Regions from separate parts of the Bombyx mori genome. Here region 2 is linked to region 1. The links are chromatin contacts, called in public Hi-C maps. All regions are on one chromosome and are shown on one strand. Each heading gives the region's core, a stretch centred on a gene start, on an enhancer-like site or on the middle of the called end of the contact. The rest is flanking DNA. Distances are from core to core; before and after follow the strand shown. Region 1 overlaps LOC101746048 (fasciclin-3). Region 2 holds the start of LOC101746048 (fasciclin-3).

Region 1 (4,114 bases), core at 692-3,191:
TAAAGAGAAACAAGTGTTTAGTGCCCGTGAAACCCGGGATCTGCTTCACGCAGTTGAGTCGTCATTACGTCTATGTGAAACTATTGATATAATGCTTTTAATCCACTAATTTTGCCTAGCACGAACTGGCTGGAACTGGATCCCGCCGGTTCACAGCGGTCCCTTACTCCGGGGACTCATTGAAAGCTTTGTTCTGTTCCCTAAATTAGTTCGAGAAGCTTCTAAGTAACGAGATAACTACAAAAGCTAATGCGTCTGTCGCTGTCCGAAGACCGTTTTCGCCAAAAATACTAGTAGCATACATAACATATATTTTTTAAGATGATACAGATCCGTATTTTAGTTTCAGTGTATTATTTTTTGTATCATTGTTTTACCTATTTGTAAATTTCATTTATTCTTCTTGACTATCTTACTCACGCGTTGTGTTAGCAATGGAAACTTATTTGGTTTTTGTCAACCTATCTTTAGTTTCCGTGTATACATTGTGTTAGTTTCTCATATAAATAAACAATGGCTGAGAAAGTTAAATATAATTACAATTGTAAAATAATAATAACATGACACCCGACAAAGAAAGGGAAAAGCGATTTGTTAAAAACGTCTCCGAATGCAACACAAGAGGATGCAAGAGGATTGGGGTCTCGTCTGAGGAAAGTATTTTAAATAATTGACTGTTGTTAAGAGAAGCCAAACAAAATTGATTGAATAAGCGGGCGTTACACTGAGTGATCAATGTTATCTTTAGAATAAAGAAATACATTGAGCGAACTGTTCTAGAAAGTTTAACTATTACATTTTAAGTTTAAAGTTCTTCACTCAAAATTGAACTGTCGGAAATCAATAGAGATAAATAAAATAAAATCGTCCGTTTGTAATTTCGATATAATACCTTTTCTTGAGACGGATCATTTTCAAATTTGGGGTCAAAAACGAGTTATTTGATTTAATTCTCATAACCTTAATGTTACCGTAATTGACATGACAACAGACCCGTGGTCCTATAACTATATATTCCTAAACACCATTAAATTAGGAGTTCTACATTAAAAACTACCCCAAATCTCATACGTATCACTGGTTCGTAATTAAAAATCTAACTTGTTTGCTATTTTTCCAGTAAAGCGTGTTGAAATTCGGCAATATTATTTAATCAGTATATAATACAATAATAAAGGAAAACTAACCAGTTATTAGAAGCTTATCAAAAACAAATAAGTTCGATTTCTAAGCTTTAAAAAAAGTTCCTATTTAAATTGTCATCCGTGTTGGCGTTATCAAATGCGTAAAAGGAAAAATATAAATGATTAATATATAATATTATCAATAAATGAGTGATTGACTTCATTATGATGAAGCACTTTTAATTTTGAACATGCCTGATTACAAAAAAATGGAAAATTAGAGAAAATTTAAATTAATGAAATCGTTACTTTTTTGGCCGCAAAATTGAAAACGACCCAGACGCGTTGAACACTTTTTGGTAGAGGAAAATCTTATGGGTTCGCGTCATCGACACACTAATGTTACGTATACATGTATAACACACCATATATAACCGACCATGTATTGTGCGCGTTACACTTTTTAACTCACAATATTTCGTTATGACAAAAACTAAACAATTTTTTTGTCAGTTTTTATCAGCCCGTACAAAGATAAAATTAATTCCCAAAATATTTTCAGTGATATCGTCGGCCGTCTGTGCTTCTGTATTACAAATATTAAAGATCCAACTAGCTTGACGACTATTTACTACATCATAGGTCACGGGCTATCCATTTATAGCGTTATTTATGGAGCGTAAGAAGTGAGAGTTGACGTGTGGAAATAAATTGAACATTTAGGATGTTTATGAACCTTACCGTGTATTGTTCATAGACCTATATAGTAGTATTGTTTGTTGACTGACAGTGACATCTAGTGACAGCTGCGTGTTCTGTTATTCCGATCGCACCCGAAAACTCCCGATGATTCCCGAGTGCGACTTGGTGTGCTAATGTTGCACGCTACAACATCTAATGCAATAAAAAAAGACTCCAGTCAAATATCTAATCAAGTAATGCGCTTATCAACTCCCCCGAGCATCGAAACGATCTTGCAAAGCTATGAACCGTTCGTTATTATTTTCTGTCTACCCCAATTTGTAGGGTCGTAATGGTATGTCATGTAAATGACAAGGATTCTAATAATTTTACTAAGCAGCCGGTGTTGATACGCTGAGTCAACTGTGGAAGACATTTACATCGAAACATGAGTTCCAAGACTCAACATCAGCATAATTCTCTTGCCTCTTCTAATTTACTTAGGAGTTTTCGGCTTTCCCCGATCATTTCTTGCGGATCTTCGCATCCCTCCACCTGGCCGGGGGTGTCTCACATTACGAAGACTCAATTACCATTAAATAATCAGTCTTTTATCTAGAACGCATAATTTCTGGGCAGCTAATTGAAGCTAATAAAGGATTTTTTACTCTAAATCTTACACATTAACCATTCGTCTATTAGAGAGACCGGGATACGACCGCAATCGCTGACAAATTGCTCAACCGCCTCAGGGGTGTGCTATCCTAAACTGATTTTATTGAGTGCTCAATAACGCGGGGCTCTACCAAACAATTACGAGCCCCTGTATTGAGGGATGATTTTGTAATAGTGTTATGTTGGTGCGTGCCGCGCCCGTACGGACTGGTACCATGAAACAAGTATAATCTGGTAGCTTACAGAAAACTGAGAACTGTTATTTCAGACTAAGCATAAAAGTCTCGGTGTAGTAGTAGAGAAGTATATCCATATCAGATTACAGAGAGAGAGAGAGAGAGAATAAACTTTATCTAGCTCTGACGTCACGTGAGAAGAGAGAGAGATGTGTCACAAGCCAACGCTTGGGCCGATCGTGTCTCTCTATCGCTTGTTCCGCACTCTCGCTCGCACGCTCAAGCTAGGGCGGAACGTGACAATTTTTCATGCGTGCAGCCTCGTCGATTTATAAGACAAAAAAGCAATCAATATGCAGATATATTTGTACAATAGGCGGTCTTGTCGCTAAAAGCGATCTCTTTCAGACAACTGTTTTATTTACGGAAATTCTGAAAATGATAAAGATACAGCAGGTATGTTGCGGTGTACATATTAATAATACATTATTAAACAAAATACATAAATATACAATAAATAGATATATACCGTTTACATATGATATGAAATCACTACTATATGATTTATAGTATACGAAATATAGCATAGATTACCGTTTTTTAAATATTATTTTAGAAATTTTATGACCTGGTAACTAAGACCTTTAAGTCATGTCTTATTTTAATTTATATTCTTATTTTTATGGATAATGATAATATGGTCTGAAATTAAATGCAATGAAGATGATTAATTTGAGACATTAATCGACTGGGATGAAATTAAATGAAATGATATGGGATGAAATATAATCTCAGTACAAATGGTGGTCAATTACTGAGATTTTTTCAGTGGATTTTTTGGTAGATCCCGAGAAGTTACGTCCAGCGGCTTTGTTTAATTTTCCCACATTTGTGCACTTTCACAGATGTTCAACAGTTAATAAACCACCGTCATACCACACATATAAACATGAAGAAACACTAAATAGGCAAAATAAAACAAATCACACAACTTCACTCCGCGCGTTCCCGCCAAAAAATCTATATTACGTTTTTTAAATCTTTATTTTTATACACAGAACCACTCATTGGGTTTAAACTTATGTTAACAAATTCGAGTCAAAAAGTTATTTTACGTAAAAACGGACATAGAGAATTTTCAGATTTATATAAACAATTTTCATTAGTATCTACGGGTAGGTACCACCACCCTGCCTATTTCTGCCGTGAAGCAGTAATGCGTTTCGATTTGAAAGGTGGGGCAGTCGTTATTACTATGCTGAGACCTTAGAACTTATATCTCAAGGTGGGTGGTGGTGTTTACGTTGTAGAGGTCTAAAGGCTACGGTAACAACTCAACACCAGGTGGGCTGTGAGCTCGTCCACCCATTTATGCAATAAGAAAACAATAAAAAATATATTTCGTAGGGTATTCAAAAAAATCACAAAAAAAAGATTTTGTTTTTTGTATATTAAAAA
Region 2 (4,114 bases), core at 702-3,201, 66 kb after region 1:
AATCAAAAAGTTTTTTACTGGCGTCGTTAAGTATTTTAGTATGTTTTATTTCAATAGAAACGAACACGAGCTCACCACCTCTTTGATGGTAAGTGGTCACCGAAGTCGATAGGTTATGAAACGCGAATTCAACCATCAACTTGAGATATGATTTCGTGGTCGTGGTAGGTTCCTATTTCTGTAGGTAGTAATGCGTTTCGGTTTGATGGGCGGGGCAGCCGTTGTACCGTAAAACCTGAGACCTAAGAACTCATATCTCAAGGCATCTCATATCTCGACATTTACGTTGTAGAGGTCTATGGGCTCCGGTAACCACTTAACACCAGGTGGGCCGTGAGCTCGACCAACCACATAAGCAAAAAAAAAGCATACGCTATCTATAAATAACACTGACATGACAAATAGTTTACCAATAATGCTAATTATTTAATGGCCCTTGAAAATAGACATGCATATTAGATATTCACCTTGACATATCAACATGAAGAATAGGGTTTTATGGTTGAGTGAAGATTTTGTGTTTTTTTTGGGTCCACGCGTTCGTTAAATGTCGTTGAATTGAAACCTTACAGCAATTTATTCGAAGAAAGATTCTGACATAGCAGCGCCCACGCACCAAGTACCTAATGTCGCTTTTATTAGCCAGATAAATCTTACGTGACTCGTCTCTATTAACTAATTATCTCTCTCTCAACCTATTTACGAAAACGAACATTAATCCCATCCAAACTTATTTGAATAAATACTTGTACATTTCATTTTAAATGCTATTGAAAACCTTCGTTTTCTTCGTGTCCAACTTATCAATAACTGAAAACTAAATTGAAATTGAGTGTTATTGAGAGCATTAAGGTGGACAACCACACAAGCGATAAGTCTATTTTCAATAAAAGATATTACCTATATGCTGTATTATACAGTTGAACAATGAACTCAAAATTTACTTTACATGATGTTAATTTTGATGTTTTCACATCTAAAGCGTTTCAAACAGTTAAAATTTCGAAGCTGTCATTCACGAAATTACCTTAAAGTTTAACAATCCTATCACAGACATCTTGAAAGACAAATTAATGAAAAAACTACCCTCCAAAAAAACACAGGTAGATAGACGGCCCGTTGACCACCTGTCTCCGAAATAAAACACGACCGCTTTGACTATTGACTGCACTGGCCTTTTATTTCCTTAATGGTGTTGCTTAAACAGCCATCGATATCAGAGCAGAAGCTTGATACGTGAGATCGACATGTCAATAGACCACAGTTATTTTAGCTTACAAATCCAAGGCATAATTTTAACAAACCAAAACAATTCAAGTATCAACGTAATGTTATATTTGACTCAAATCAACACAAAGAACTAATGACAGTGACTCATTAGACCTCACAGAGGCGCTCCGATTTAAAATAAAATTTCAATTCTCTATAATACTTTCATACTGATACCCAGACAAGATTTTCCATGTAAATTTTAATTATTAGGTAGTACAATATTTTGCCGTACACTGTACATCATCACGTCACGAATATCGCAGCCGACCCACTTTGAAACCATGTAAAGAGTCTTTATGCCAACATTAACGACAATCCTTCTATTTTGTACAAATAAACACTAAGATTGGTGGAGAATGCGTAATTTTATTACCTACACAAGTTGCTATTCGCATGCTTTAACTTTAAAATACAAAAGATAATAAATTTATCTGATAGATTACCTGCCTCGATTCTGATATCCAACGGCAATTCACTTTTACTCCTCAAATAGTTTTTGTTACACGAATGTCGGTAGTTTCATGTATTTTTTCTCTTTTTTTTTGGTTACGGTCGAACGCGGTACCACAATCGCCCACGCCACACCTCACTTTCAAACCGGTTTTCCCGAGGATCGCGTAAAAGTACGAACGCGCGCGAGTCAAATACAACCTATCACCATAAACGCTAGCGTCAAACTAGTTCGCGTTCAAAAAAAGTTACCCGGTGTTGCTGAGTTTTGATTATGAGATAGATAGTGTTTTTTCTTGGAAAATGTTGGGTTTTTGTGTTTTGTTCGATCGGACTGGTGAGTAAAGTTTTAGTGCGCGTCACAATATAGACATAATGAGGTTTCATATTTAATATTAGATCGTTATCAAACAACCCTTCAAATTATATTTTTAAATTCTAGATTTTAAAGAATTTTTTAACAGAAGCTAGCTTTCCAAGTCTTTATCTATAACGACGTAAGACCTAATCTAATGTGATGGTTTAATCCCAATTATTCTTTTATTTTTCCAACAAAACAACTTTGATCTCGATGCGGGCGGGCATACGTTTTTTTCCATCAAGACCAGAAAAAAGCTCTAGAAATGAACCGGGTTCTCCAATTTATTGAAAAATATGTTCGGTTTATTAAAAAAAGTCTTTTTTTCTGTCCGTTTTCAAATTTAATAGTTAATTAATAGTTCTTATGGTGTCATGTTTAATAGCCAGTAAAGTCGTTGTGCGCAATACCATTGGTAATGTCTGTGTAATATGTACACTGCTCACCATCAAGTGAGCTGTTTGATCATATGGCTGCAAAAAAATAAGCGGCTAACTATTCAATTAATGAGCTTAGACACTGAGTCGCTGGTGTATATCATCAGGCCACGATTAAACACAAGCGTCTCTATCATTCATTATGTTTTTAAAATATAAAACACAGTCCACTGTTGAAGAAAATCTCAAAGCAGTCCACGTTAAATAAAATCTACAAATTTCCAAAATTAAATATAAATGGCAACTCCAAAGCGCAACAGCTTTCATCGTCCGTTCGGTTTCCGTCGGCAAGACTCGGCCGTGCTCGTGTTGAACGACGTTTCGCTCGAAAGATTCAAAAAGTGTTCTATGACGCCGCAACTGGACAATACGTTATTTCACTATTTCTCATTTCTTTATTACATTCGTGAGTAACGCTAAGTCTAAGAGTGGGCAATGCTCATGACATCAACAGGCTCACGTGGGTCAGTAGATGTTACCGCCTTTCTATTTTTGCTATAAACAATGCGCGCTTGAAGGTTAAAACGGTGTTATTCTATTAACTTCCGACTGGATATTCTAATCTTAGAATAAATTGGACGTGACTTTTGAAGGATCAGGTAGACCTTAAACGTAAGGATCTCATATAAACTTTAAAGTATGTAATAGTTTTGTGAGACCACAGAATTAGGCACCGGGATAAATTAAAAACATAAAAGCTCATTTCTGTTTTGTAGGTGAAGAAAATCTGCTGCTACTATTGTCGATGTCCAGTTAGTCTGCGGGAAACTAAAATCCATTACTAATAGGTGTTCTTATAACGATTAGTATTGAAATAGTATGTTTTCTCCATTACTAGTAGGTGTTCATATAACGATTAGTATTTAATTGACATCTTATGTTTTGATCGAAAGCTCTTTAACACATTAAATGCCATGTAGGTCACTGGTGCCTTACGCGGCGCACTCAAGTAATTAATCGATTTCGGCTACTAAAGCGCCGAAATATCTAGTAGATACTGGGAAAGACGAATCCAAACATACTGAGTATGAATCTATTTCAAAGATACCTAAAATATTAAAACATAGGTACATACAGAAATCGACATAATTACTTCAGTGCGCCGTAGGGTACCGGTGACCTACATGGCAGTCGAAGGGTTAAAAGGACAGATTAAAGTAAAATTTTAACAAATTAACTCATTACCTAATTATCCATTAAATTTACTATAAACCCCCTTTTTATTGCTTGCATGGGTGGACGAGCTCACAGCCCCACCTGGTGTTAAGTGGTTACTGGAGTACACTTTGACTTACGAACAAGCGATTCCGTGGTCGAGTCGCGTGTGATACTTCCGACTCAGGTCACGGAGTAAGCTATAAATTGATTCGTAAGCTTTCGTGAAAGTAAACTTACTGTATCAACGCTAATTGTACAAATGGGAGCGCTCTGTTCACAGCACCGTCATAACTGGACGGTCTTATGCAATGAACGTCTAAGAATTTTCAAGAATCTTTTTCATAACAATCATATCGAGGAGAAAAAAGCTATTTAGTTTAAGCGACATTTTTGCAACTTTACAGGACTTTTGCAAATGCACAGATTACTGGTGGTAGGA

What was found. Hi-C and Micro-C count contacts between places; a contact is called where the count stands out from the background.
Region 2: a contact with region 1 is called in a Hi-C map of whole pupa, with 3 times the contacts expected there. The contact joins the promoter of LOC101746048 here to the enhancer-like site in region 1. A contact is called at or near these places in 4 of 7 Hi-C or Micro-C datasets (midgut and whole pupa).

Annotation. Positions count from the first base shown.
Region 1 is chr23:21,211,205-21,215,318 of ASM3026992v2, forward strand. All of the region lies in intron 2 of LOC101746048 (fasciclin-3), which reads right to left. Among protein-coding and RNA genes, the nearest start is that of LOC101745761, 24 kb to the left of the region's middle. Within about 2 kb of position 1,942, at least 6 of the 8 cell types and tissues checked have open chromatin away from gene starts, as enhancers often do.
Region 2 is chr23:21,276,998-21,281,111 of ASM3026992v2, forward strand. It overlaps LOC101746048 (fasciclin-3), which reads right to left and starts at 1,952. Exons shown (of 13, transcript XM_062675465.1): 1 at 1,716-1,952.